Regions from separate parts of the Mus musculus genome. Here all the other regions are linked to region 2. Evidence: chromatin contacts called from public HiChIP or PLAC-seq and promoter capture Hi-C data. All regions are on one chromosome and are shown on one strand. The core of a region is the stretch at or near the end of the contact, and the rest is flanking DNA. Distances in the headings are between cores, read along the strand shown. Region 1 holds the start of Nhp2 (NHP2 ribonucleoprotein). Region 2 holds the start of Septin8 (septin 8). Region 3 holds the start of Vdac1 (voltage-dependent anion channel 1). Region 4 holds the start of Cdkn2aipnl (CDKN2A interacting protein N-terminal like). Region 5 holds the start of Gpx3 (glutathione peroxidase 3). Region 6 holds the start of 9530068E07Rik (RIKEN cDNA 9530068E07 gene).

Region 1 (3,974 bases), core at 581-3,080, 1.9 Mb before region 2:
AAGTTCTGGGGAAGATGGAAGGCTGGGACCATCAAAGCTTGGGCAGTGGAGGAGCCACCTTTCTCCCCTGTCATAATATATAGGTATCCTCCTAACCCCTGTCATAATGTATGGGTATGTGCAGACCTAACATCAGAAGACAGGTGAGTCTCAGAAGTCACCCTCTCTGTCTCTCTAAACTAGGTCTCCCTCAGATTCAAATCAGCTGGCAAATATTAAGCATTTGCTGTTTAAATACTTGATTTCCCCACCATTTAGTAATCGCTTACTGAGACACATCCAGGCCTCCCTACAACCTAAAAAAGAGAGATGATTTCAATCTTTACTAGGCTACCCAGTGCTCCTTCCTCCAACAGCCTTCCCTGGTTCTGTCTTTCTTGGCAATTCAGAGAATGTATCCCAATCTGACATATCCTGGTCCTCTTGCTGCTGTCCAAGTGATGGCTTTTAGTGGCTGGAAATCATACTCAACTATCTCACAGGTCTCATAGTTGTCAATCAGGGATAGGTAAGTTCTGTGTCCTTCACAAAACACAGATCTAAATGTGGGCCTGATTTTTGGCATCTGGCACTCAGGATCCTCCTTCATATTCACCCTTACCAGCTTCAGTCCCTCTACGTCACAGAGCTGAGGTCCCCGTTTCCTGTTGCTCCAGGGTTCTCATTAGCTAGCTGGACTCTTCATCCAGCACATGTCACCTTCCTTCCTACCTTTCTGGTTTTTCAGATTTGCTTTTAACATTTAAGAACTTTTGATTGATTTATTTCCTGTGTGTGAGTGTGTTGCCTGAAAGCACATCTGTGCAGCACATGCACTCCTGAGGCCCTTGCAGATTAGACATTTCAGATCCCCTGGAACTGGAGTGGGTTTTTTTGTTTGTTTGTTTGTGTTTTTTTGTTTGTTTGGGGGGGGTTGGTTTTTGTTTTTTGGTTTTTATTCAAGACAGGGTTTCTCTGTATAGCCCTGGCTGTCCTGGAACTCACTCTGTAGACCAGGCTGGCTTTGAACTCATAAATCCACCTGCCTTTGCCTCCCAAGTGCTGGGATTAAAGGCATGCGCCACCACTGCCCGGCCTCTTTTTTTTCTTTTTTCTTTGCGGTTTTTTTTTTTTTTTTTTTTGGAGACTGTTTCTGTGTAATCCTGGCTGTCCTGAAACTCGATCTGTAGAACAGGCTAGCCTTGAATTCAGAGTTCCTCCTGCCTCTGCCTCCCAAATGCTGAGAGTAAAGGTATGCACCACTACTGCCCAGCGGAAGTCACTATGTAGACCAGGCTGACCTTACTGCCCAGCGGAAGTCACTATGTAGACCAGGCTGACCTGATCCACCTGCCCCTGCCTCCCCACTGCTGGGATCAAAGGTGTGCGGTTTATAGTTTGTGCAACAGGATCTAGGAGGGGGAAAAGAAAATATGAAAAAACTTTCAGGTGCGCCAGGCTTTACCTAACCAGCAGCAGCAGGTCACAAGGCAGGTCACAAGGAGCTCAGGGGACACAATCCCGTTGTGTATTTTCCTTCCACCCGCTCTTCAATCTCTCCGGGCCCCGCCTCTTTCCCTTTGGGCTCCGCCTCTTTCCCTTTGGGCCCCACCTCTCGGCCCCAGGCCCCGCCCCTTTCCCTCTGGAAACCCGGTTCTAAATTCGGCCTCCCTGGGATTCCCGCGGTGAAAATCCAAATCCCGTGCTTAGATTGACCTTTAACTCCGCCCCCATATCCAAAATCCCGCCCCTAGAGATCTACTTAGAGATTGGTCGGTGTAGAATATTTAGTTTCCCAATTGGTCACAGGGTAGAGCCACTTGAAAACCCGGAAGTGATGTCGGAGGCGGCGGCCGCGTGGTTCCTCTATGCCGGGACGGAGTTGTAGTTGCTAAGATGACCAAAGTAAAGGCCGCTCCCGAAGAGTCCGAGGCGCAGGCGGAGGGCTGCAGCGAGGAGCGCACGTACAAAGAGCTGCTGGTCAATCTGAACCCCATCGCGCAGCCCCTGGCTTCCCGCCGCCTGACGCGCAAGCTCTACAAGTGCATCAAGAAGGGTGAGGCGGGCGCGTGGCGATCGCGGTCCGGGACCGGTGACTTGGGCGGCCCGGGGTCGAGCCTCGTGAGCGAGGTGTCGGCTCACGCTTCTCTCTCTTTGTAGCTGTGAAGCAGAAGCAGATTCGTCGCGGGGTGAAGGAGGTTCAGAAATTTGTCAACAAGGGCGAGAAAGGGTAAGAACCCGGCTTCCTCTGGTTTTTAAGTTTTGTGTGGTTTTTATTTTTATATTCCAGTGCCGGGGATTGAACCTAGGGCCTTGTGCACGGTACACAAGTACTACGGCACTAAGTTTGGCTTATTAACTGGTTAAGAAGAAATTCCACCTACTCAATAAAGGTGAAGTTGACCAACCAGTCTAGCAGTCAACTCCCTTCACTACCAGTAAATGGAACTCCCAGTAAATGACAGGGAAGAGAATAGGAATCCAGCCCGTGTAAACTAGAGTCCTGATCATTCACTCTGTAGAACGGCACAACTTTTTCAGGCTCTAGGCAACGTGCTATATGTAGAGAGACATTTTCCCAAGTAGGGCAGGGGAGAATGCGGGCTAGCTTCCGAAGTATAGCTAGTTCAAGGCCGTCGTGGTCTATGGACAGGTCTCAAAACAAACAAAACTCCCAAAAGGAGAAAATGATAAGCCAGTGATAGGCCTTTAATCCCATCAGAGGCAGATCTCTTAAGTTTTCAGCCATGACTATGTATAGAGACCCTGTCTCAAAACAACAAAGGAAGAGAATGAATGAATGAAGGTTTATTTGGGGTGAGGGGGTGGAATCCTGAGAAGAGTAGGCTCTTGGACAGGGCAGTGTAGTGGCACTTACACAATGTAAGTGGTTACTCCTTTTAAGTGTATGACTGTTTTGCCTGCGTGTATATGTTGGTGCATCACTGGTGCCCTTGGCAACCAGAAGGCAAGGTGTAAGGTCTCCTTGGACTGGAGTTAGAAATGGCCATGCACCCCCAGAAATGGCTATGCATCCCCGTATGCCGGCTCTCCAGCCCTCCTGGGCTTTCTTTTTTTTTTTTTTTTGAGACAGGATTTCTCTGTGTAGCCCTGTCTGTCCTGGAACTCATTTTGTAGACCAGGCTGGCCTCAAACTCAGAAATCCGCCTGCCTCTGCCTCCGGAGTGTTGGAATTAAAGGCGTGCCCCACCATGCCCGGTTTTGTTTGTTGTTGTTGTTGTTGTTGTTTTCTTTTTCCCCCTCGTGGGCTTTCTAAGGTAGGTTTAGTGTTCTCAGAACAGAGTGCAAGCTGAGGCGTGACATCGAGGGAAGAATTAGGAGAGGCAAGTCAGACTTAGTAAGCTGTTATGGCCCAAGGCAGGTGATGGGCAGGAGCTACAGCTGAGGGATTTGAGAGACGGTGACATATAATGACTTTGCATGCTAGTTTGGGCTGTAGTGTGTGACTGCAGACAGACAGTGGAGGAAAGCCAGGTTTGTGTGAAAACATCTGAAGTGTGGTTTTTAGATACCTTTTATTACGTGTGGGTGCCTACTTGCATGTGTATGGACACATGTGCATCTGGTACCCATGTGAACACCAGCGGACAACTTGGAGAGCTGATTCTCTTCTGCCATTCAGGCCCCTGGGATTGAACTCAGGTGGCCAGGCTTGGCAGTGAGTGTCTTTACCCTCTGAGGCGTCCTGAGTTGACATGGAAAATGCCTTGGACATGCTCTGCTTAGCTATTCTACAGGCAGATGTTTTGGTAGGGCAGATGGGGGCTGGTAGCTTCAGGTGGCCCCTGGCACCATGATAGGTCAGGAAGGCAAGGAGAAAGGGACCACAAAGAAGGACAGCAAAGGAACAAGTGGAAAGGACCAGCCTTGTGCCAAAGGGAACGGAGTATGCAAACAGATGTCTACCACCCTTACACCGGGCAGATCTTCAGGACTTCTGGGTCTGGTACACTGACAGCTCTCAGCCATGGTTG
Region 2 (4,187 bases), core at 857-3,356:
AGATGAGGAGAAAGTTTTCCTAGGAGAGTGGACACTTCTCAAGAGAGGGAAGTCACCAGTCTCCCTGGTGTGTGTGTGTGTGTGTGTGTGTGTGTGTGTGTGTGTGTGTGCCCAAGGAGGCCAGAGGCATCAGACACCCCTGCATCTGGAGTGACATGCTGTTGTAAGCTGCCCCACGATTTGGATGTTGGAAACTATGGGTCTTCTAAAAGACTGCTGAGCCGTCTCTCCATCCTTCCTCTTTTTTATTTGAGACAGGATCTGTCTGGTTGGGATTAAAGGTGAGTGCCACCACACCAAACTAAGTGGATGTTTTGAAATAACACTCGAGTGGAAATGAAAGGCCATTTAGAAGGTAGTCTAAGGCCAAGGAGGAGTGAGAAAGAAAAAGGCAGCGAGGAGAAACTTGCATGTTTCCTTGCAGCAACTGTTTCAGATGATGGAATCCTCAACCCCGCATGCTCTCCCCATGCACTCCGCATGCTCTCCCATGCACTCCCGGGGTCAGACATTAGGGCTAGAGGAGACACTAGCAAACAATGGGTTCCAATCACAATTTAAAGCCCCTTGCTTGTTTTTCTTCATTTTCAGAGACTTGAGGGACCCAGTTCTCTCCATTGTGTAGATCCCAGGGATTGAACTCAGGCCATCAGATTGGGTGGCAAGCAACTTTACCCGCTGAGCCACCTTGCTGGCTCATGGATACACGCCATCAGAAGAGTAGCTTTCATAGTAAGGTTAAGAAGCTGGGTGTGGGATGTGATTCAAACAGGAAAGTTCATCACTAATCCACCTCCCCACTCTAACCACTGTGCTGTGACCCCAGGTGTTTGTTTGCTTGTTTGTTTGGGGGGTGTCTTGTTTCTTTCTTTGGGGGGGGGTCACCAGACTGGCCTCCATTTTGTTTTATAATGGAGGATGACTAGAACTCTGAACTGTCCTGCCTCTAACTTCCAAATACTAGGATTATAAATGTGCCCCTCACATCTGGCTTATGCAGTGCTGGGGACAGAACTCAGGGCTTCCTGCACGCTAGCGAGCAAGCACTCTACCAAACTGAGCTGCACGGGGCCACATTTCTTGTCAGAGAACGTACAAGGAACAACAGCACGGTGGAGCATCCAACAAAATAAAAACACTGTTAAGAACTCCAAGATACTTCAGCTGGGTACCTTGGAGACAAGACATGGTTTGTAAAGAAAGAAGGGAAAAGCTTCTTCTCTCTTCAGAGAGAGAGAGAGAGAGAGAGAGAGAGAGAGAGAGAGAGAGAGAGACTGACTCTATGGAGGGGACAGGAAGTGTTCCACAGCACGGGGTGTGCCAAGTCCAGATGTGGTCTCCAGATACCTCCAGCAGGCATACGTTTCCACTGAGGGGAGGACAGGGTTGTTTCTCAAGAAGATATTGGGGGTGGGATGCACATTCGTGGGTAGTGGAGGGACAGAGGCAAAGTTTGCCTTACTATCAGGGAGACCTTAGGGAAAGGCAGGGAAAAGAAGACGGGGCGAGCTAGATCTTGTAGTCACTGAAAAAGTTTACGGAGCCTCTTGAGACGTTTGTGTAGGTTTTTTTTTGAGTGGTATGGTTGGCGAAGATGTGCGTACTGTGAGAACCAAGTTCCTCTCTGCATAATGCCATAACTCCAAACTCGTGGGACAAGCAGGGTGAGGATCACTAGCAGTATGCTGCGCATAGATGTCGAGTCCGCTTCCCAAACTGCATCTTTCTCCGGTTCATCATTGCGCAAGGAGCCAAAGGCTGCCTGGCAGGATGCACCGGTCCAGCCCAGGGCTCCCGCCCTAGCTCCAGCTTAGAGCATCAGGTGGGACCTATGGCACAGGCAGAAGAGGCTGAGGGATCTCTCTCGGACCTGCAGCGCATGAACCATCCGATCGGTGGTCCCAGTGCGTTTGCAGGTTCCTGTAGAGACAGTCAGCTTGGAGGCAGAACTCCCAGGGCACACGTAGCACCCCTCTGTGCTATGCACTAATCTGGCTTCCAAGGGACACTCAGCAGGCCTCGGAGAGGCCCGGGTCCCCCAGACGTGGCAGTCCGGGCCCCCCACCTCACAGACTACAAGTCCCAGCAGCACCCGCAGCTAGTACCTCCTGCCAAGCCGCGGAGACCCCCGTCGGTCCCAGCCGCGGGGAGTGCGCTGTGCTGGGGCCGAGCCGGGTAGGGAGGCCGGTCCCGCGGGCGGGGGCGGGGCCGGCTCCGCGGCTTCTCCCGCCGCCGCCGCCGCCAAGGGGAGTTTCCAGGAAGTGGCCATATTGGATCCATTCAGCCGCAGCCGCCCGGGCGGAGCGCGTCCCGCAGCCGGCTCATCCCCGCCGCGGCCCCGGCGTTCCCCGCAACCCGCCCGCCCGGTGCGCAGCTCGCCATGGCGGCCACCGACTTGGAACGCGTCTCGGTGAGGCCTGTGGCGCGCAGGGGCACGGGAGGGGGCGCGAGGCGGGCTGTCAGCACCGCGCGGCGGGGCCTCGAACCCCGGGACCCGGGAGCTAACCCCGGGAGGGTGTCTCAGAGTGTTGGGCTTCGCGCGATGTGAGCTCTTTCGCGGGAAGAAGCCAAGATCTGGGCTGATCGGGGCAGGTGTGAAGACAAGACTCGTGTCCAGAGGGGAGGATCCCGGACGCCCCCGACTCTTCTCTCCCAGGGTGTTCCTGCACCTCTGGGTACTTGCCTTTGCCGCGCAGGTGCTGTTATCTGGGTGCAAAGAGTGAGGATGGAGCCCCAGGGATCCAGGGATTTTTCTACCCCCCAGCACACACACACATTCCAGAAAGAGCTCAGGGGAGTTGCAGACTTTGGGTTGGAAGAACCCAGGCTCGCTGCTCATCTCCTCCACTGCCCTCCCGGGAACCTGGATCCTGGGTGCGACTCCAGACAGGTCCAGGGCCTCAGTGGTTGGCTCTGGCTCTGCGGCAGCCATTCCCAGGAGCTGAAGTGATTCCAGATCCAAACCATTGAGTGTTTGTTTGGGCCCCAGTCTGGACCTGCCTCTCTCTAGGCTGACGCCCCTTGGTGGTCCTAAGGGGGGTGTCTGTGGACTTGAGCCAGGCTATAGCATGCGGAGGGAGGCCTTTTGGGGGTTGTCTGCACTCTTGGTGTCTAAGGCTGGATTTGGGTGTGTCTGGGAGGCTAGGCTGTGACGGTGAAGGAAGCTGTGTCCTCTTGCCAGCATGTGAGGCCCTGGTCGACTGGAAGGGGAGGAGGGGAAGAGAGGGAGGAGGTGGAGGAGGGCCCAGGGCTGTTGGAGGGAGGGAGAATTCTGAATGTGTGACCGATAACGAATTGGTTCTGGGGCTAAATAAGGGAGCCAGGACTTATGTAATTTTGCTATAAATACTGTCATCTGAATTTATATATGCAAATTTCTTCTTTAATCTGAAAATACATTTGTTGGTCTTTGCGAATATGCATAACAAAGCAGGAGCTTTCATAATGTGTAGACTGGTGTGTTCTGTGCCCCTTGGGGAGGGGGCTGTGTGTCTGTTAAGTAAGTTTGACTTCATGGGTAACAGATGCAGAGGCTGGGCCAAACCAAGGTCCACTTCACTCCCGCGGCGTGAAATGCAGTACGTAAAATGGAATTTATGTACTGCAGGAAAACAGCTGAGTCCTTATAAACCTGCCTAGTGGATGGAGACCAAAAGGGGTGTGTGTGTGTGTGTGTGTGTGTGTGTGTGTGTGTGTGCCTGTCTGACGCTGTGTTTTCTGTGCTTAGCCGACCAGAAGGTGTGTCTGTTCTGTATTGAGGTCAGAGGTTTGTCTAGCAGTTGATCTTGCCGGATGAGAGTATGTGTAAAGCAGCCAGCATCAGTGGCCCGAGAGGATTCCTAGAGATACCACTTGTTGGTCATGGGACCTCTTGCAAGCTGTTTAACCCTCCGTGTTCTCATCTACAGAGTAAGAGAAAAGCGTATCTGCCTCATAGAGTTGTGTGGATAGTGTCAGGACATGATAAGGACTCAGTAAATACCCAGCTGGGTATGAGATGGCTGCAGAAAATGTGTTTGCCTTGGTCGCACCGTCGCCAGAGGTATCATCAGGGGGCCAGCTGAGCGTCCACATTGTACAGCTGGGGCTTGGGAAGACCTTGCCTCTGTTTGCTTATGGATCGCTTCTGTGGGAAGTCTTCATTATTATCCCCATACTGAGCCAAAGCACAGAGCGGGGACTCAAGT
Region 3 (4,355 bases), core at 152-2,651, 1.2 Mb before region 2:
GAACGGAGGTGGCGCACACCGCCTTTAATCCCAGCACTTGGGAGGCAGAGGCAGGCGGATTTCTGAGTTCGAGGCCGGCCTGGTCTACAGTGTTAGTTCCAGGACAGCCAAGGCTATACAGAGAAACCCTGTCTCGGGAAAAAACAAACAAACAAACAAACAAAAAACAAAAACAAAAAAAAAACCCAAAAAATAAAACAAAACAAAAAAAAAAACCAAGAAAGACTCTCAGGGCGAAGTTCCGAGAAGCCAGACTTTCTGCCCACCCACGACACACAGCCCTGGGCATCAGGGCTCTGGGTCAAGTGTTAAGATTCTTGGAGACAAATCTTGTGTCCCCAGGTCTTGTCCTTCCGACTCTGCCTCCCTGTACGCCCCTGTGACTCAGCAGCTTTCCCTGCCTGGCTTTAACTCCGGGAATGGGCTGGGTGTTTGTTGCCGGGTAGATAGAGCTGCAGACTTGGGAACAGGTTCTTTCTAATGCAAAGCAAGCCCTGTACCACGGAGCTATCTGTTTGCCCACATTCTATTTCGAAGGGCTTTCCCTCATAGTCTTAACTAGATATGGGCTTAGGCCCCCTTACATTCCCTCTCCTCGGCCTCTCTCTCTCTTGGTTCCCTTCCTTTAGCCCACGGAACAGCATTTTCAATCTAGAGTGGCTGCGGATGCCCAGCTGTCTTGTTCAGCTACAGCAGGTTGTGAGCAACCACCTGGCGTCTCCTCTACTGGACCCCAAATGCCTGAATTCTCCTCGGACGTCTGTTAGTAGAAGGCAAAGGGTGTGAAGTCTTCACTCACATGTGATTTCACAAACTCTCCAAACCTGATTTGGTTAGTCTTGGTGTGGCACGCTCAACAGGGCAGGAGGCCACGTGCTGAGACCAGGCTGGGAAAAAGTGTCCGCCCTCTCTACACTGCAGGAAAGCAGACATCCAGAACCCGCGTGACCTCACGTAGCGAGACTCCGCAGTCTCACAAACCCACTTTGTCTTTTTTAATTTCTTAAATGCTTGGGAAATGGCGGAAAGAGGCTTTGACACTAGGGAAGATTGCACGCAACTTTACAGTGCGGAGCCGGCTCTCGGGAGAGTTTAATTTGCAACTGACTCGCTGACGCACGCGGGCGTGTCGCAGGCTCCGGAAATCAAGGTTGGAGCAGAGGGGACAGTAGCCGCTCTGACCTATACAGCGCCACTTCCAGAGCCCAGTGTCCCCACTGGGCCTCCGAGTGACTTGCAGCCTCGGCGACTCCGGCGACACTATCCGCTGAGGTCCCTAGGCCACCGCTCTGTGTGCCGGAAGCTCCCCTCCCCCTCTTCCCAAATGCTTCCAGCAGCCTGGAGGCTGCAACAGTGACCCGCGTGTCCCCGCGCACGCACACACCTCACGCACGTCAGACCCACGCCTCCCTATCGCCCCGTGCCAGAGTGCACGCAGGCCTTTACGCGCGGCCACACATGATCACAGAGCCGCAGAGGGCGAGAGCGCGGCTCGCGAGTGGGAAGAAGACCCCGAGACTGGTCTGGGCGCTGTCCGGGGTGGAGCCGAGGGCGGAGCTTCGGGGTCCGGCGCGCAGAGCTGGGGCGTGTCCGCGCCGCCGCGATCTGCGCCGCTCCGCCCTCGGCCCGTTCGCTGCGCTCCCAGCCTCCTCGCCGCAACCCCCGCCGTAGCTGCCGCTGCTCCCGCCGTCACCGCCTCCGAGGTAGGCGCAGCGGAGAGGGCCTGGGCTATGCCTGAGTCCCCAGGGCCTCGGGTCGCGCTCCTGGGAAGTCTCCAGGGAGGCGATCGAGGGAGGTTCGGGCGAGGGCGCTGGGCCTAAGCGCTTGGCCCCGGGAAGGGTGAACCAGGGACGATCATTGCGGGCCTGGAGGGGCAGCGGGCTTGTAGAGGAGGCCTGGAGGGCGGGCGCAGAGCGGATCTCCCAGATTCTAGCTCGAGCGTTCAGAGCACCTGCATTTGGAAGCCAGGGGCGGTTCGAACATGCGAGGAGCGGAAGGGCAAGGGCGGCCGCGTGGAGGCCCGGCGGGCCGCGGGTCTAGGTGACCTTCCCGGCGGCGCCCTCTGGCTCTAGATCCCGTCGGTGTGGATCTGGTAGAGACCCTCCCACGGCCCAAGCCCTTCCCCACCAGCTCCAAGGGCCTGTGCAGACCCAGCTTCCTCCGCCGAGAGGACGAACTCCAGGCACGGCCATGCCCTGGATCCCCCAGCCCCTACACGCCCTAGCCGGCCCACGCCCGGAGTAGGTGGCGCCGGGTCCCTCCCGCGCATGCCAGTGTCTTCCCGGGCGGAACGGGCTGCCCTGAGTGGACTTAGGCCGCAGGAACAGGGACCTGGGCCTGGACTGAGAGCGAGACCCCATAGGGAGCCATACGCTTGGCCTCCTTGGCCTCGGGGACGGAGTCCGTGTTCTGTGTCGCCAAATGCAACTGTGCATTCTGGAAACTGTTTTCAGGGCCTGACATCAGATTGGAGGCCCGCAACTCTACACGGTTTGTCCAAGGTCACACTGGTAGGAAGATTTAAAACTTCAATCTTCTCATCTGCGAAATAGGAGCAATTATATACACTTCACTGAGTTTGGGGGAAAGAATAAAATGATCCGATTAACACGAAGCCTTGGGGCATGCACAAGGACACCTTAGAAACCTTGACATTTGCCTAGGAGACCTAGGAGCTTTTGGGGAGGGTTGAACTCATCCTCCACAGACTTTTATTTTATTTTATTTTTTATTCCACATGGTGTACAGGAAGGGACTCCATGAATATACAGGCGTATTATTTTAATGCCATTATTACTAATGTCAGAAGCAAGCATTTGTGCAGCACCAGGTATTGAGTCATTGGAGAATAATTCACGAGACACTGTCAGTTTGCAGATTGACAGCTGTCAGGCTGGAGCACTAAATCTGACTGCAGACCCAGAATGCAGGAAGAGTGTGGGCTTAGCTCAGGTGTGTGCTGTCCAAAACTTCTCTTTCCTTGACCAGAGATATGGGTGAGGGGCTTAACTCCGGCTTGTTTACTAGCAAGCCAGGCATAACTGCGGAGGGCCTGCCTGCTTTTCTCGGGACTGACAAAACTGAAGGGCCAAACTCAGGCTTGTCTTCAGGGACTTGGGTGGGACCACTTGGCACACATTAGGTGGTTAAGAAAGGTCTGTGGGGTAAATTCATTTTTAAAAAATGTCTATTTAATGTGTGCATGCTTGTGCCTATGTGAGTTTATGTACATACATGCAGGTGTGAGATGCCTCATGTGGGTCTGGGAATCGAACCTGGGTCTTCTGCAAAAGCAGTAAGCACTTTTTTGTTTGTTTTGTTTTTGTTTTGTTTTGTTTTTTTGAGACAGGGCTTCTCTGTATAGCCCTGGCTGTCAGCAGTAAGCACTCTTTTTTTTTTTTTTTTTTTTTTTAAGATTTATTTATTATTTTATGTAAGTACACTGTAGCTGTCTTCAGACACTCCAGAAGAGGGCGTCAGATCTCATTATGGATGGCTATGAGCCACCATGTGGTTGCTGGGATTTGAATTCAGGACCTTCAGAAGAGCAGTCAGTGCTCTTAACCATTGAGCCATCTCTCCAGCCACAGCAGTAAGCACTTGTAACCCCTGAGCTCTCTCTCCATTTTTTTTTCTTTCATACCACTCTTAACTACCCAGGCATGGTAGGTGCACATTCAATCGTGGAATCTTAAAACAGCCATTAGATGACCTAGACAGCTCACTCACTTCTAGAAGCTATCCTGTCCTAGCCGAGTCATAGATGTCATAAGAGCTGTAATCGTACATACTCACCTACAGCAGTAGTCATGAGAGATGAGAAACAGCTCCTTTAGCATTCTACAACTTCCCAAGTCCTGGGGGAACTTGTCCAACTGGTGTTTCTGGGCTTAAAGCTAGAGAGTGATATGGGTAGATGGGATTCTGGCCAAAGCTGTGGGGCCTGTAGCTTCTTCCCTTTCTGACAGGTGTGGGGGTATGACAGCTCGAGTAAGGTGCCAGTCCCCACTTGTAGTAGCTCACAGCTGATTCGCTTTATTTCTGGTTTCTAGAATGAGGCTTTGGACAGGGGCTGTCTGGGGCCATGCGGTCCTCATGCTGGACCTGAGCCCCTAGGATTCCGGAAAGGTTGTACTGTCGTTGTAGCTTTGCGCTTTCCCCAGGTTCCTTCGGTACCTGAAAGGATGGCAGAGGCATGCTTAGCTAGACCTGGGTGTGGGTCTCCATCCCGCAGTTAAGTCACAGCATGTGAGCACTTTACCTAGGGCTGAGCTAGAAAAAGCTCCAGAGGGCAGCCTGGGCTCTCAGTTCTGATCTGACAAGAGCCACAGAGTCTAGCTCAGGTGAAATAGCTT
Region 4 (4,304 bases), core at 1,030-3,529, 1.6 Mb before region 2:
AAGATGCAAAATAAGGAATATGTGTCTGAGGGTCTGGGAAAGGCCAGGTTAAAGTTCACTGGTCACCAGAAGATCTACATCTCAAAGAACCGAGATTCATCAGATTTAATGCAGATGAATTTGAAGTTATAGTCGCTGAAAATCAGCTTATCTTTGGTGTCTGTGGGGTCAAGTACATCACCATTTGTGATTTCCTAGCCCACTGGCAGCCCTTCACTCCTGAGGCTGACTTCCACATTCTGCCAATGTTTACTAATACCACTCACTCACATCCAAAATAAGCAAGCAAGCAAAGAAACAGAAACAGCAAACCACAAAGCAGATATACTGGCTCATGCCTGCAATCCTAAATGGAAGTCCAAGGATCAGTATTTCAAAGCTAGCCTAAGCTACCAAAGGAGTTTGAGACCATCCTGGGTTACCTAAGAACCTGCTTTTAAAAAGCAAGTACCACTTCCCATACATACAGCAGCAGCACACCTGTAACCACAGCATTTAGGAAGCTAAGGCAGGAAGGTTGAGACTTCAAGAACTCTCTGGACCACAGAAAGGGACACCATCTCAAAAACTAAGTAAATAAAACAACAAAACAAAAGCACATGCACAAAAAGCCAGACTAGATGGAAAGATGTGTCGTTGCCATGTTTGTAAACTAGAAGATTCGCTAGTGATATGTTAATTCTCCAATGAATCTATGTAGTCAACATGATCCCGTATGAAATATCAACAGTCTGCTTCTCTAGAAGTCAACAAAGAGATGCTAAAATTTATATCAAAATCCAATAGCATGGTGGAACACACTTAAAATACCAGCTCTGGAGAGGCTCAGGCATAGGCTTATGGCCTATGTTATTAAAAAACAACAAAACAACAACAACAAAACAAACAAAGCAACTGTAGTTGTGGGTGGCTGTAAGCCACAATGAGGGTGCTGGGAACTGAACCCATATCCTCTGGAAGAGCAGCCAGTTATCTTAACTCCCGAGCCATCTCTCTAGCCCCCATGCTCTCATTTCTAGACCAACCACTGCAGTACACAACCAAGGAACCAAGGATGTAGCTCACTGAAGCCTCCGCAGTGTTTTTAAGAGTCAAGCATCTTTCTCTGGTGATAAGGATGGCAGCAAATTTCCAGGCTCAAATAATTCTCCTGCCTTGACATATGGAGTAGCTGGGACAAAAGGTGTCTGTCACTGTGCCTGGCACATCAAATGTCCTCAGAGTCTGATCAGCTGAAGCTAGAATCAGAATTACCAGGGACCTTGACTCTGGGTATCTGAGGTTTCACTTGGGAACCTGCCACTGCAGTATCAGTCAGGGTATGGCATCTGTATCCTGGGACTCAGCTCTGGTCGCTGTTATCCAGTTAACTTGCTGACTGCTGGGGGAAAGCTGTTTCTGTCTTTGGATTCTCATGTTTGGTTCAGATGTTCCAAGCCGTAGTGTCAGCACTGTGTCTTCCTGAGGTGAGAGCACCCAGCTTGGTGCTGGTCCTCACTGCTCTGGCATTTGCGGACTGGATTGTATTTCTGCCTGCTGGGATCCTAACACTGCCACAGAAGCCACAGAAGGGAGCAAGCAAGCAGTTGTAGGCCAGCTTGGCCGTGTATGACCCTGGGGGAGCGGGAGGGAAGGATCTGCAATAGTAAACAGTATATAATGAACTTCCTTGAAGCCCACTCACCACTTAAGACCTTCACTAGATCTGGAGGTCCTGAGTTCTAGGCTTTCTTCTGACTCAAGCTTACATTTTATATTTTTACATTTATTTACTTGCTTGGTGTGTGTGTGTGTGTGTACATCAAAGTACCACAACTTGCATGTAGAAGTCAGAGGACAGTTTTCAGGAGTTGGTTCTCTCCTTCCACCATGAGGGTCCCTCACAAAGTCCTTTAGAGTGGGGCATCCTGGGCACGAAACAAAATGCCTTGTATGTACTGATTGGATGATGAATACAGCAAGATAGGAGAACACAACCTCAGTGAAGATGTTGAGATAACAGTGGATCCATAAAAGAGAGGACCTCACTCCCAAGGGACAGCCACAGAACTTAGGGCAAACCTCAGGTGTGGCTGAGGATAGACAGATGCCCGGTGAACGACCCAGGGCAAAAAGGGCACTGCAGAGTCCCAATGGGCACCTAGCTGCCAGCTCTATGCTGGCGGGCCTCAAGCTCCCCAGCAGTTGCCACACACGCTGGGTTGCACTAGACCTCCGTGCCCCGCGAGGGCGCTCCAGATAAGTCCTCCAGAGCACTCGCCCTCAGCCGTGGTCGCTCTAGCCGTGCGGCGGCGGCGCGGGGCGTGTCGGGAAAGCGGCGGGCTGGTGCGATCCTTAGCGGCGGCAGCGGCTGCGGCAGCGGGAGCCATGGTGGGTGGCGAGGCCAGCGCCGCGGTGGAGAAGCTAGTTTCCGGCGTGCGGCAGGCCGCCGACTTCGCCGAGCAGTTTCGTTCCTACTCGGAGAGCGAGAAGCAATGGAAAGCGCGCATGGAGTTCATCCTGCGCCACCTGCCTGACTACCGAGACCCACCCGACGGCGGCGGCCGCCTGGACCAGCTGCTGTCCTTATCCATGGTCTGGGCCAACCACCTCTTCCTGGGTTGCAGGTGCGGACCCCCGACAGCTGGCTGACCTTGTCCCCATCAGTCGATCCTCAGCTTGGGCATATACACTGCTCCACGCTGAACCTGGCGCCAGCCTCCTACTGATCCCCTCTTAGCATTCCCTCGGGAAAAAAATCTCTCCTCTGAGCCTCGCTTTTCTCTTGTGAATGAGTGGTTGGGATGACTACAGCAGCTGAATGATAGGGCGTGCAGTGCAGGTGTGCTCCAAGGCGGCCGAATTGCAATGGTCATTGTTATTACTGTTTATTAGCCCAGAGGACTTCCTTTCCAGAGTGTGTTTGAAGTCTATTAGCTCCTGTCGCCCACGTGACAAAAGTGCAGACTCTTCCTCTAGATGAAGACACCTAGCAAGAGGATGTGATGTATCTCACCATTGGTGGGTTTCACGCTAAGGCAGGATGTAATCTTTTCTCCCCTTTCTCTTCTTGGCTTCCCTCTTAGGAAAGTAACCCATGCTATCTTGTTGCTGTCCTAACTCCCCGCCCTCCCCAGTCTTTGTGATCACACCTGGAAGGCAAGAGCCTGGCCTTGAGATATTCCACCTGGAAATGACACCAGGTTTTTATACTCCCTTGTGATTTTTAATTTTTTTTTAAAGATTTATTTATTTATTATATGTAAGTACACTGTAGCTGTCTTCAGACACTCCAGAAGAGGGAGTCAGATCTTGTTACGGATGGTTGTGAGCCACCATGTGGTTGCTGGGATTTGAACTCCGGACCTTCGGAAGAACAGTCGGGTGCTCTTACCCGCTGAGCCATCTCTCCAGCCCGTGATTTTTAATTTTTGAGGCAGTCTTCCCTTATAACTGAGACTGGCCTCCAGTTTACTGTGTAGCCCAGGCAATCCTAGAACTTGATCCACCTAGGCAACCACGTCCTGAGAGGCATGCATGGCCAGGCTCTTCCAGGCTTCTAGAGTTTCGTGAGGTTGTGTTAGAACAGGAGACCCTCACTCATACCTGATTTTGTAGTGGTCACAGGACCCCCTCCAGGCCAAACTGCTTGGTTTACTTTTTGGGTTTTGTGTTAGGGATGAAACCCAGGCCCTTACACATCCAAAATAAGCACTCAGTCACGAGCCTCATCACCAGTGCTGAAGCGGCTTGGTTTCAGATGTTGGGATGATTTGTCAGAACCGGATGTGGGGACGCTGAGCTAGACACACCCATCACACACACAGGCCCATCCTCCTTCCTGCGGTGCCCTTTAAAATCTGAGATTACAGAATCCAAACTCAGACACGTGACGGAGAACTGAACAAAAGGGATAAATGGTGTTATTTTCATGAGACCAACGTTCTGTGTGTTTTAAAAATAATCCAATTTTTAGGCCCTCAAATCTCATCCATGAATATGTACCACCAGGTATATGGTGCTCCTGTTTCTGTAATTTTAATTTAACTTTTTGTTTGCTTGTTTATACCTATTTTAAATTTTATACCTATGGGCATTTTGTCTACATGCCTGCACTGTAAGAGTGCCTCATGCCGTTGGAGGCCAGAAGACAGCTTTGGATTCCCTGGGATGGAAGTGCAGGTGGTTGTGAGCCACCTGACGTGGATGCTGGGAATTGAAACTGGGTCCTCTGAGAGCAAGTGCTCTCAACTGCTAAATTATCTCTCCAAACTCCTGTTTTTGTAATTTTTAAAAAGATTTTTATTTTATGTGTATGACTATGT
Region 5 (4,207 bases), core at 988-3,487, 1.4 Mb after region 2:
AGTTTTACTTTGTAGTTCAAGCTATTGGTTATTTGAGGGGAAGCTTCTTTGTTCCCCCGTTTTGTTTTTGTAAGAGGGTCTTGCAATGTATAGTAGAGCCTGACCTGGAGCTTGCTCCTCAGATTGGTCTTGAACTTGCCACCCACAATCTCAGCCTCCTTAGCCACCGCAGAATCCTTGGGACTCATGCCTCCTCTGTGTAGAATGCAAAAGCTTTCTTTCTTTCCTTTTTCCTCCCCCCCTCCCTTGTTTGTTTTGAAACAGGGTTTTTCTGTGTAGCTGTGGCTGTCCCTGAACTTGTTTTGTAGACCAGGCTGGCCTTGAACTCACAGAGATGTACTTACTTTTTCCTCTGTCTCCCAAGCGCTGGGATTAAAGGCTGTGCCACTACATCCAAGCAGCAGTTTGCTTTCTTATACACATGAAGACCACCCATAGTGGCCTGGATTCTTCCACATCAATTATCAATCAAGAAAATGCTCCCACAGGCCAGTCTGATAGAGGCAATCCTCAACTGTGGCTCCTTCTTCCCAGATGACTCCAGTTTGTGTCAAATTGACAAAACCAAACCAAACCAAACCAAAACCAATGCAACCAAGCACTGCTCATGGACACAGTCATTCAAAACCCAAAGCCTGAGTATTGTGAGTGGGTCACTCCCAGAGGATACAGAAAAAAAGGGCAACAGAACAACATGGACCAGAGACTGTCTTCTGGTAGGTTATCTGCCACAAATTTACTGCAGGAATTTTCATAAAGGACTGCAAGGTTGCTAGGCCTCAGGAACTTAAGGTTTTAGAATAGTGATATCAATTAAAAACCTACTGTGTCAGCTAGTCACATGCCTCCATGGTATAAGGGCTTCCTGGTCTCCAGGTTCTTTCTACTTCAACACAATGAGTTTATCCATTTATTTATTATTGTTGTGCTGGAGGTTAGAAGTCAACTCTCAGAAACCAGTTCGTTCCTTCCTTGCACCCTTGGTTCTGGAGATTAAACTCAAGTCATCAGTTGCAAGCCCTTTTATTACACAGCCTTGTGAGGGCTTTTACCTGCTGAGCCATCTCACCAGCCCCACCATAGAGCCAGGCCTTATGAGTGCAGAAAATTTCAAATTCCACGGGTCACATTAACTCCCTGAATCATAGTAAAAGCATGGTACTTCGAGGCATCTCTGAGTCAGGAACTTTTCAGAAGGCCACCTAATCTAGGACTCACACAACCAAGACTGGGGTCAGGGGCCTTCGAATCCCTTCTGCAATGAGTCTGAAGGCAGAGGCTCAACACAGTGGTTCTGATGTGCAGCCCAAGACTGTCCTAACAGCTCTCCAGCCCACTGTGGTAGCAAGGCAGGATGCACCAAACCTCTATTGCAGACCGGATTAAGCCTGGAAGCTCTCAATCTAGAGATGCCTGGCCTGACCTTATATGAAAGCACAAACAAATCTGATGATTTAATGATTGATTCAACAAATATTTAAACACCTGTTGTGTACACTCAAGAGACTCCTGGACTAGGCCTACTGCTTAGAAGCAAATCACATAGTCAGAGCCTGGGAGACCTTAGAGCTCATTAACCAATCCCATCATTATAGTAGAGGAAACTGAGGCTCAGAGAAGGGAAATAATGAGTTTAAGACCACAGAGATAGACACATAATTTTTATGTGCTAATTTAAAAAAAAGGTGGTGGTGGTGTATTTTCTGGTTCCTACTCTCCTGAGCTGTCACCCACAACCTAACCGAGAAGGCTGAATTTAAAATCACGTTCACAGATCCCTCTAGCTTGCTGATGCTGGGGATTGAATAAACCTATGGCCTCATGCGAGCTGGTCAAGTGCTGTACCACTAAGCTACATTCCCAGTTGGCGCAGGGTCTCAGTCTGTAGCTAAGGCTGCAGATTGCACTGAACCTACGCAATCCTCCTGTTTCAGCTTTTTGGATTCTGCGATTACAGGCGTGAGTCTCTACACCTGGCTCACACAGTGCTTATTATTTGCACTAACGGGTTCTATGTTAAGTCCTCGGGGCCCTAGGTTTTCAGAGCTTGGGGAAAAAAGCTGTGTCCTGGGTGTTGTCTAGAACCTTGGCCGCGCCCATCTCCTGTTCTTCCCAGGCAGCCGGGCCCCCTTCTCTTCCTCCTAGGCTTGTGTCACCGTCGCCCCGGTCTGGGGAGAGGAGGAAAAAGGGGCGGGTATGTCTTGCCCTTTAAATCTTAACCGCGTTGCCATTGGCTAGGAAGCCCCCGCCTGGCTGCGGATTGGCCACAGTGGATGGCTTGAAATGTGGCTGAGCGCTTCGGACACCTCAGACGGACGGTGGCCACCCCAAGACGCGCCCCAGCCCGCCATGGCCCGGATCCTCCGGGCATCCTGCCTTCTGTCCCTGCTCCTGGCCGGGTTTGTTCCGCCGGGCCGGGGACAAGAGAAGTCTAAGGTGAGTGAACCTCCGGAGCTCAAGAAGAGTCCATGGCACCCAGGTGTCCACTGCGCGACTGGGAGAGCCACTGCTTCCCCAGAGGCACCGAGAGCCTCACTTGTAACCCTCGGTCTCTGCGCTCTTCCAACACAGACCCGCGTGCTTCAGAGGGCAGTACTAACCCAGGAGGGCAGTCTTTCCCGAGTTTATACATTTTCTTCCACTGTCATCTTGGGGTCGCTGGTGGCCACAATCCTGAAAAAAAATTGCCGGGGAAGAGGGTGGGCCGATGGTTTCTTCACTCATCCCAGGGCGCTGGAGGCAGAGATCTGTGACAGGAAGAATTTTTATTTGGGGGCGCATCCCTTTCTGGGCCTCAGTTTCTCCATCAGCAGGGCGTAGCTGGAGAGGATGGCTGGAAGGCTATGGAACCCTGCAGTTGCTTTCCCTATTCACAGTTCACTGGCCTGCCATGCATGGAGCAGACACTGTAGCTAGAGAAGCCAACCCAGGCCAGGAAGTCTTCTGGAGCTTCATCTCTCCTAGTCTAGCTGTGGTACCCTGAACTGGAATAGAAATGGCGAGCCTGAGGGCAGATGCCCCGGCATGCTTATCTTCTTGGTCAGGCCTGTGCTGGGTGGGCTCTGTAGGCCTCTCCTCTTCCCTAGGGTGAGAATGCAGAAAGCATGAACCCAAAGAAAGAGACTGTGGTCCCCAACTTCACACACACCATGCACACCATGCACCCCTGCACACTTGCATGCGTGGGCACAAAACTGGGTAGGCTCTAGCTTTGAGTTTCTAAAATCCTCAGGGTCTTCCTTCTAAGATCTTGTATGTCCGAGAGAGAGAGAGAGAGAGAGAGAGAGAGAGAGAGATTGATTAGGGGGTGTGGTGTGGAGATGGGGTGGGGGTGGACGGGGGCACTAGCCCTGTGCCTTTAGTGTGGGAACTGCTTGGGTTGGGGGTTGAATCCTGTCCTGAGGAGGCTGCAGGAAAGCACACTGGCCTTGTGCTGTCCATAGAATGAAGGAGAGATGGGTGAGTTCAGAGGGAAGAGAGAGAGCAGTCTAGAAAAGTCTTAGGGTGTGGTGTTATCTTATCTCATAACTAGCTGAAGCTTCTGGCTCCTCACAGCCCAGGCATGCCCATCTGAGCTCCCAGGTCCTTGGAGTTAACACATTACAGCTCTGGCTTCTGGGATTCAACTGCTTGCCTGGATCCAACTTCAGAACAAGGGAACAGGGAGGGGACGTGTGCAGACCCAGTGTGATAAAGCCACTGAAAGATGTCCTCTACACTCAAAGGGAGGGGCAAGGACAGGGAAAGCCTCTGTCTGGTCCAGGTTACAGCTGCAGAAGGCTTTGCATAGCTGTGGACTACCAGCTGCTGACGTGGCATCCTAGTAACCACTGGTTTCTAGGTGACTGACTGCACAAGGCAGAGAGCATCATGGGAGCACAGGCTGACGTCAAGGCTGAAAGGCCTTAAGTGGACCTGAATCCCACTCCATCTTACAGTTGACAGGCTGGAATCCTGAGAAGGGGGAGGGATGGTCACACACTGCCAGAGGCCCAGCTGGGTCCAGCTGCCATCTCCAACCTCTCAGACCTGTCATGCTCCCAACATCTCACCAATGGGTGTAGGAAGATGGAATAGGGAAGACATGGACCAGTAGTAGCCCTAGGCATCCAGGAAGCTTAGCTCAGTGTATTCCCCCCCAGCCCCACCCCTTTTGTTCCTCGTTCCCTTTCAGTACTCTTCTCTGGCCTCCCTGGTGGAGGAATAG
Region 6 (4,345 bases), core at 1,708-4,207, 1.1 Mb before region 2:
ACTCAGCTGATCCATCACTGAGGACAGAAGAACAAAGTAGATTAGGGAGGATGATAGAGGGTGTTGCAGAAGCCGATCAATTGAAAACCATCTCCAAAGAGGCAGAAGCTGGAATTGAGATTAGTCTTTGTAATGGTTTGTATAGGCTCAGCCCAGGGAGTGGCACTATTGGAAGGTGTGGCCCTGTTGGAGTAGGTGTGGCCTTGTTGGAGTAGGTGTGTCACTGTGGGTGTGGGCTTTAAGACCCTCATCCTAGGTGCCTGGAAGCCAGTATTCTGCTAACAGCTTTCAGATGAAGATGTAGAACTCTCAGCAACTCCTGCACCATGCCTGCCTGGATGCTGCTTTGATGATAATGGACTAAACATCTGAACCTATAAGCCAGCACCAATTAAATGTTGTCCTTATAAAAGTTGCCTTGGTTCGAAACACACACACACACACACACACACACACACACACACACACACACACACACACAAAGAGTGGCCTTGGTCATGGTGTCTGTTCAAAGCAGTAAAACCCTAACTAAAATAGTCTCTAAACACTGGTATTTTCTAGACTGGCAGAAAGCAAAGCTTTGGGGTGCTTGGAGGGACTGTACCTCTGCTAATCTGGAAGGTTTGGGCACCATTCCATGTACATGGGCTTTATGGCAGACTGTGAAATGAGGTAGATGAATGGCTTCTTGGTTTGTTTAACAGAATCTGTGTGCTTTTAAGATGTCTTGGGGTCAGAGAAATTGGCTTTGGGAAAACACAAGCTGTTTCTGGGGAGGGAATTGCAGAGACAGCAGTGAAGCTGTTGGGGGCACAATAAATGCCAACTGCTCATTTTACTGAAAATTAGTGAAATGAACATATATGAATTGAAATCTATAAGAAACATTCACACAACATACTCACAGATGGAAACTGTACCAAGGCTCTAGGCAAACTTTCTAAATTCACACTTCTCTTCTTTCTTTTTCTTTCTTTCTTTCTTTCTTTCTTTCTTTCTTTCTTTCTTTCTTTCTTTTTTCCTGTGTGTGTGGGCAGGGAAAGGGGGAGAAAGCATTTCTCTGTGTACCCCTGGCTGTCCTGGCACTCACTTTGTAGACCAGGCTGCCCTTGAACTCAGATATCCACCTGCCTCTGCCTCCCAAGGTTTATATTTTAGTGTTTCATCAAATATTTAACACTTCTCCGTAGTTAAGGGTGCATCAATAAACAAAGTAAGGTCAAGTTGGCCTTGGCAGGCTTGCTTTTGTGTGTGGGGCGCTGTAAGAGAGGATAATATTTAACCGGATGATAGTGTTATAAAAGAAAAGCAAGGAAATTGGCTAGAAAGTCAGAAGGAGACACTGGCATTGAGAATAGGTTCAAATGTTCCAAAGACATACGTCTATCACTTTTTACATTTTGTAAAACAAACCTCTCAGTATACAAAAATATAACCCAGCAAGTGGGAGGTGAAGGTGAAGGAGTTCAAGGTTATCCACTGGGTAGAAAGGGATTTTGAATGCCGGTGCCTGGCAAACACAGAAGTGGATGCTCACAGTCAGCTATTGGATGGAACACAGGGCCCCCAAAGGAAGAGCTAGAGAAAGTACCCAAGGAGCTAAAGGGGTCTGCAACCCTATAGGTAGAACAACAATATGAACTAACCAGTACCCCCGGAGCTTGTGTCTCTAGCTGCATATGTAGCATAAGATGGCCTAGTCGGCTCGGCCATCATTGGGAAGAGAGGCCCCTTGGTCTTGCAAACTTTATATGCCTCAGTACAGGGGAACGCCAGGGCCAAGAAGTGGGAGTGGGTGGGTAGGGGAGTGGGGGGGGATATGGGGGACTTTTGGGATAGCATTTGAAATGTAAATGAAGAAAATACCTAATTAAAAAATAAAATTAAAAAAAAAAGGAATTTTGAGGCCAGCCTGGGCCACTTGAGATCTTGTTTCAAAACCAAAACCAAAAGGGTGCTGGAGAAATTATTCAACAGTTTAGAGCAATTGTGCTTGTAGAGGACCAGGGTGTGGTTCCCAGGAGCCACATGGGGTGGCTCATAATCACAGCAACCTCCAGCTCCAGGGGAGTAGACGCCCTCTTCTGGCACTGGAGGGCATTTGAACTTACACACAATTTTACTCTTTCTTTATTGTTTCTTTAATGCTTATTTTATCATTATTATTTTTTGAGACAGGGTTTCTCTGTGTAGCCCTGGCTGTTCTATAATCGCTTTGTAGACCAGGCTGGACTCGAATTCACTTAGATTTACCTGCTTCTGCGTCCTGAGTGCTGAAACTAAAGATATGCACTATCACACCTGGCTAGTTTTAATTCAGAAATGATTGCTTGCATATATGTTTGTGTACCCCATATGCCTAATGCCTGTGGAGATCAAAAGAGGTCTTATAGTCAGATCCCCTGGAACTGGAGTTAGAGGTGGCTGTGAGCTGTTTAATCTGAGTGCTGGGAACCAAACCCAGTCCTTTGCAAGAGTAGCAAATGCTCTCAACAGCTGAACATTCTCTCCAGCTCCATATATATATATATAATCTTTCTTAAGTGTATTAAACTTGTGTGTAGTTGTTTTACTTATGAGTTTCTGCATCAGTTATACGTCTAGTGTTTGAGGATGCCTAAAGAGGGCACCGTATACCCTGGGACAGATGGGTGTGAGTCCTCACATACAGGGGTGCTTGGAATCGAACCCAGGAGCTCTGGGGGAATCAGCCAGTGCTCTTAAGCGATGACCCCTGAAATACATCTCAAAGATGACAACGATAAACCACAGAGCAAAACAAAAAACCACCAGTTGAAAATAAATCCGTCCCATTCGCCTTTTTTTTTTTTTTTTTTTTTAAGCACCCTTTTCTACACTCCCACGCTAACCTTTCGGGTTCAGAGATGCAACGTCATCACGCCGGGACGTAGCTGCTTCGGGAGTGCGCTTCGGACGCGTATCTGACGTCACCTCGCAGAACCTAGCAACAGCGCAGGCTCGGGGGCCGAGTCCGTTATGGCCGCCTCCGCCCTGGGCAGAATGTGCGGGGCTGCACGAGAGAAGCTGTCTCCCGGGCCGGGCGCCCGGGGCCTCGGGGCTCTGGCGCGATCTCTGGTGCTGGCGTTGCTGCTCGTGCCCGTCCTGTGCTCTGGTAATGAACGCAGGGAGACGGCGAGGGACCGGGTCGGGCCCGACGGGGACGGAGCGCCGCCGACTCACGGTGGTTCCCACCGGCCGAGTTCCCGCGCCCAGGGCTGGGCCCGAGTTGGGAAGCGCTCCCAGTGCGGTCTCCCCAGGCCTGAGAAGTGGGGTTGTGAGATTCAGAGACCCGAGTAGGTGGGCGGGGACGGGAAGTCCCCGTGTCGTGGACGGAGTCTCTGAGAATACACTCCCTGGAGGAAGGGCGCTCGGTGTGGAGGGGGGAGGTCCCCAAAATGGGGAGTACAGAGATCTCGCAGACTGGATAGGAAACAGGCCGAAGAGATAGTCGGAGTTGGGGAGAGTGATGTTAAGAGAGATGCTTGAGGTTAGAGGGACAAGCAAGGCTAGGCAAGTTTTTGTTTTGTTTTCCCCTTCGAAATGGTGAGGTCAGAGATAAAGATAGGGACAGCGACCCAGTGTTGGGACTGAATTGATTGACTGTTCCAGAGTGGAAGAGGGGAGGAGCTGTTTGTGGATTCCATCTCTGAGGTCTGAGAAGTTCTGGGGCTTTTGGTGTAGAGGCAGAGTCCGGGGACGCTGACCGGCTGAGGGCCTTGGAGGAGGAGTAGAGTTTAGAAACAAAGGGAGAGAGCGTGTCTGCGGCAGATGCCCTTCCTTGAGCTGAGGTTTTACCGAACGCCCTCTCGCCTCATTTGAGAAAAACTTTCTTTTCTTGCAGATGCTATAGCATAAATCAGGATATTAAAGCCGTTCTTGAAAGTGAAATCTGTAAACCGAGGCAGAGATTTAGCAGGAGAAACTGAGCATTGTTGAGTAGTCATATTTTTCTTTCTGTCCAGCGTGCAATCATTTTCTCCCCAAGTCTTTATTGATTTTTTTTTTCAGATGAAAACTTAATGTGAACTGGGGCTGACTTCCTTCTTTGCCCAGGGAGACTCTCCAGCCAATCACCCGTCCCTTTATTACAGTGCTGGGTTGCATACATAGTTTCCTTCCTCAGCAGCACTGAAAGCAGGCAGCTGACTGCCCTAACTGGAGGGTTTTGGAGTCTGTGGGAGGAAAGACTAGGTTTTCCAAGGCTCTTATATCTTGGGTAGAATGTAATGAGGATTTCCCTGGTGGATGCAGACATAATTTTGATCTTTAATCATCTAGAGCAACAGTCTGTAACTGCATCTTTAGGAGTAATCTGACACCTGTG

Evidence for each region. Promoter capture Hi-C pulls out the DNA fragments that hold promoters and counts their contacts. HiChIP or PLAC-seq counts read pairs in DNA pulled down with a chosen protein or histone mark.
Region 1: an HNF4G HiChIP or PLAC-seq map of pancreatic cancer cells shows a contact between it and region 2. The contact joins the promoter of Nhp2 here to the promoter of Septin8 in region 2.
Region 3: a promoter capture Hi-C map of embryonic stem cells shows a contact between it and region 2, with 2.6 times the contacts expected there. The contact joins the promoter of Vdac1 here to the promoter of Septin8 in region 2. A contact is called at or near these places in 2 of 39 promoter capture datasets (embryonic stem cells and hippocampal neurons) and 3 of 115 datasets of contacts at active chromatin or transcription factors (astrocytes, forebrain and large pre-B cells).
Region 4: a contact with region 2 is called in a FOXA1 HiChIP or PLAC-seq map of pancreatic cancer cells. The contact joins the promoter of Cdkn2aipnl here to the promoter of Septin8 in region 2.
Region 5: a promoter capture Hi-C map of liver shows a contact between it and region 2, with 4 times the contacts expected there. The contact joins the promoter of Gpx3 here to the promoter of Septin8 in region 2. A contact is called at or near these places in 2 of 39 promoter capture datasets (both in liver).
Region 6: a contact with region 2 is called in an H3K27ac HiChIP or PLAC-seq map of epiblast stem cells, with 6 times the contacts expected there. The contact joins the promoter of 9530068E07Rik here to the promoter of Septin8 in region 2. A contact is called at or near these places in 2 of 39 promoter capture datasets (cranial neural crest and hippocampal neurons) and 1 of 115 datasets of contacts at active chromatin or transcription factors (epiblast stem cells).

Annotation. Positions count from the first base shown.
Region 1 is chr11:51,617,943-51,621,916 of GRCm38.p6, forward strand. Nhp2 (NHP2 ribonucleoprotein) reads left to right here and starts at 1,831. Exons shown (of 4, transcript NM_026631.4): 1 at 1,831-2,035; 2 at 2,140-2,209. The coding sequence starts at 1,876.
Region 2 is chr11:53,517,630-53,521,816 of GRCm38.p6, forward strand. It overlaps Septin8 (septin 8), which reads left to right and starts at 2,107. Exons shown (of 10, transcript NM_001347496.1): 1 at 2,107-2,410. The coding sequence starts at 2,381.
Region 3 is chr11:52,359,450-52,363,804 of GRCm38.p6, forward strand. It overlaps Vdac1 (voltage-dependent anion channel 1), which reads left to right and starts at 1,402. Exons shown (of 9, transcript NM_011694.6): 1 at 1,402-1,703.
Region 4 is chr11:51,965,352-51,969,655 of GRCm38.p6, forward strand. It overlaps Cdkn2aipnl (CDKN2A interacting protein N-terminal like), which reads left to right and starts at 2,280. Exons shown (of 3, transcript NM_029976.3): 1 at 2,280-2,606. The coding sequence starts at 2,368.
Region 5 is chr11:54,900,617-54,904,823 of GRCm38.p6, forward strand. It overlaps Gpx3 (glutathione peroxidase 3), which reads left to right and starts at 2,238. Exons shown (of 5, transcript NM_008161.4): 1 at 2,238-2,436. The coding sequence starts at 2,350.
Region 6 is chr11:52,393,471-52,397,815 of GRCm38.p6, forward strand. 9530068E07Rik (RIKEN cDNA 9530068E07 gene) reads left to right here and starts at 2,958. Exons shown (of 3, transcript NM_153117.2): 1 at 2,958-3,133. The coding sequence starts at 2,998.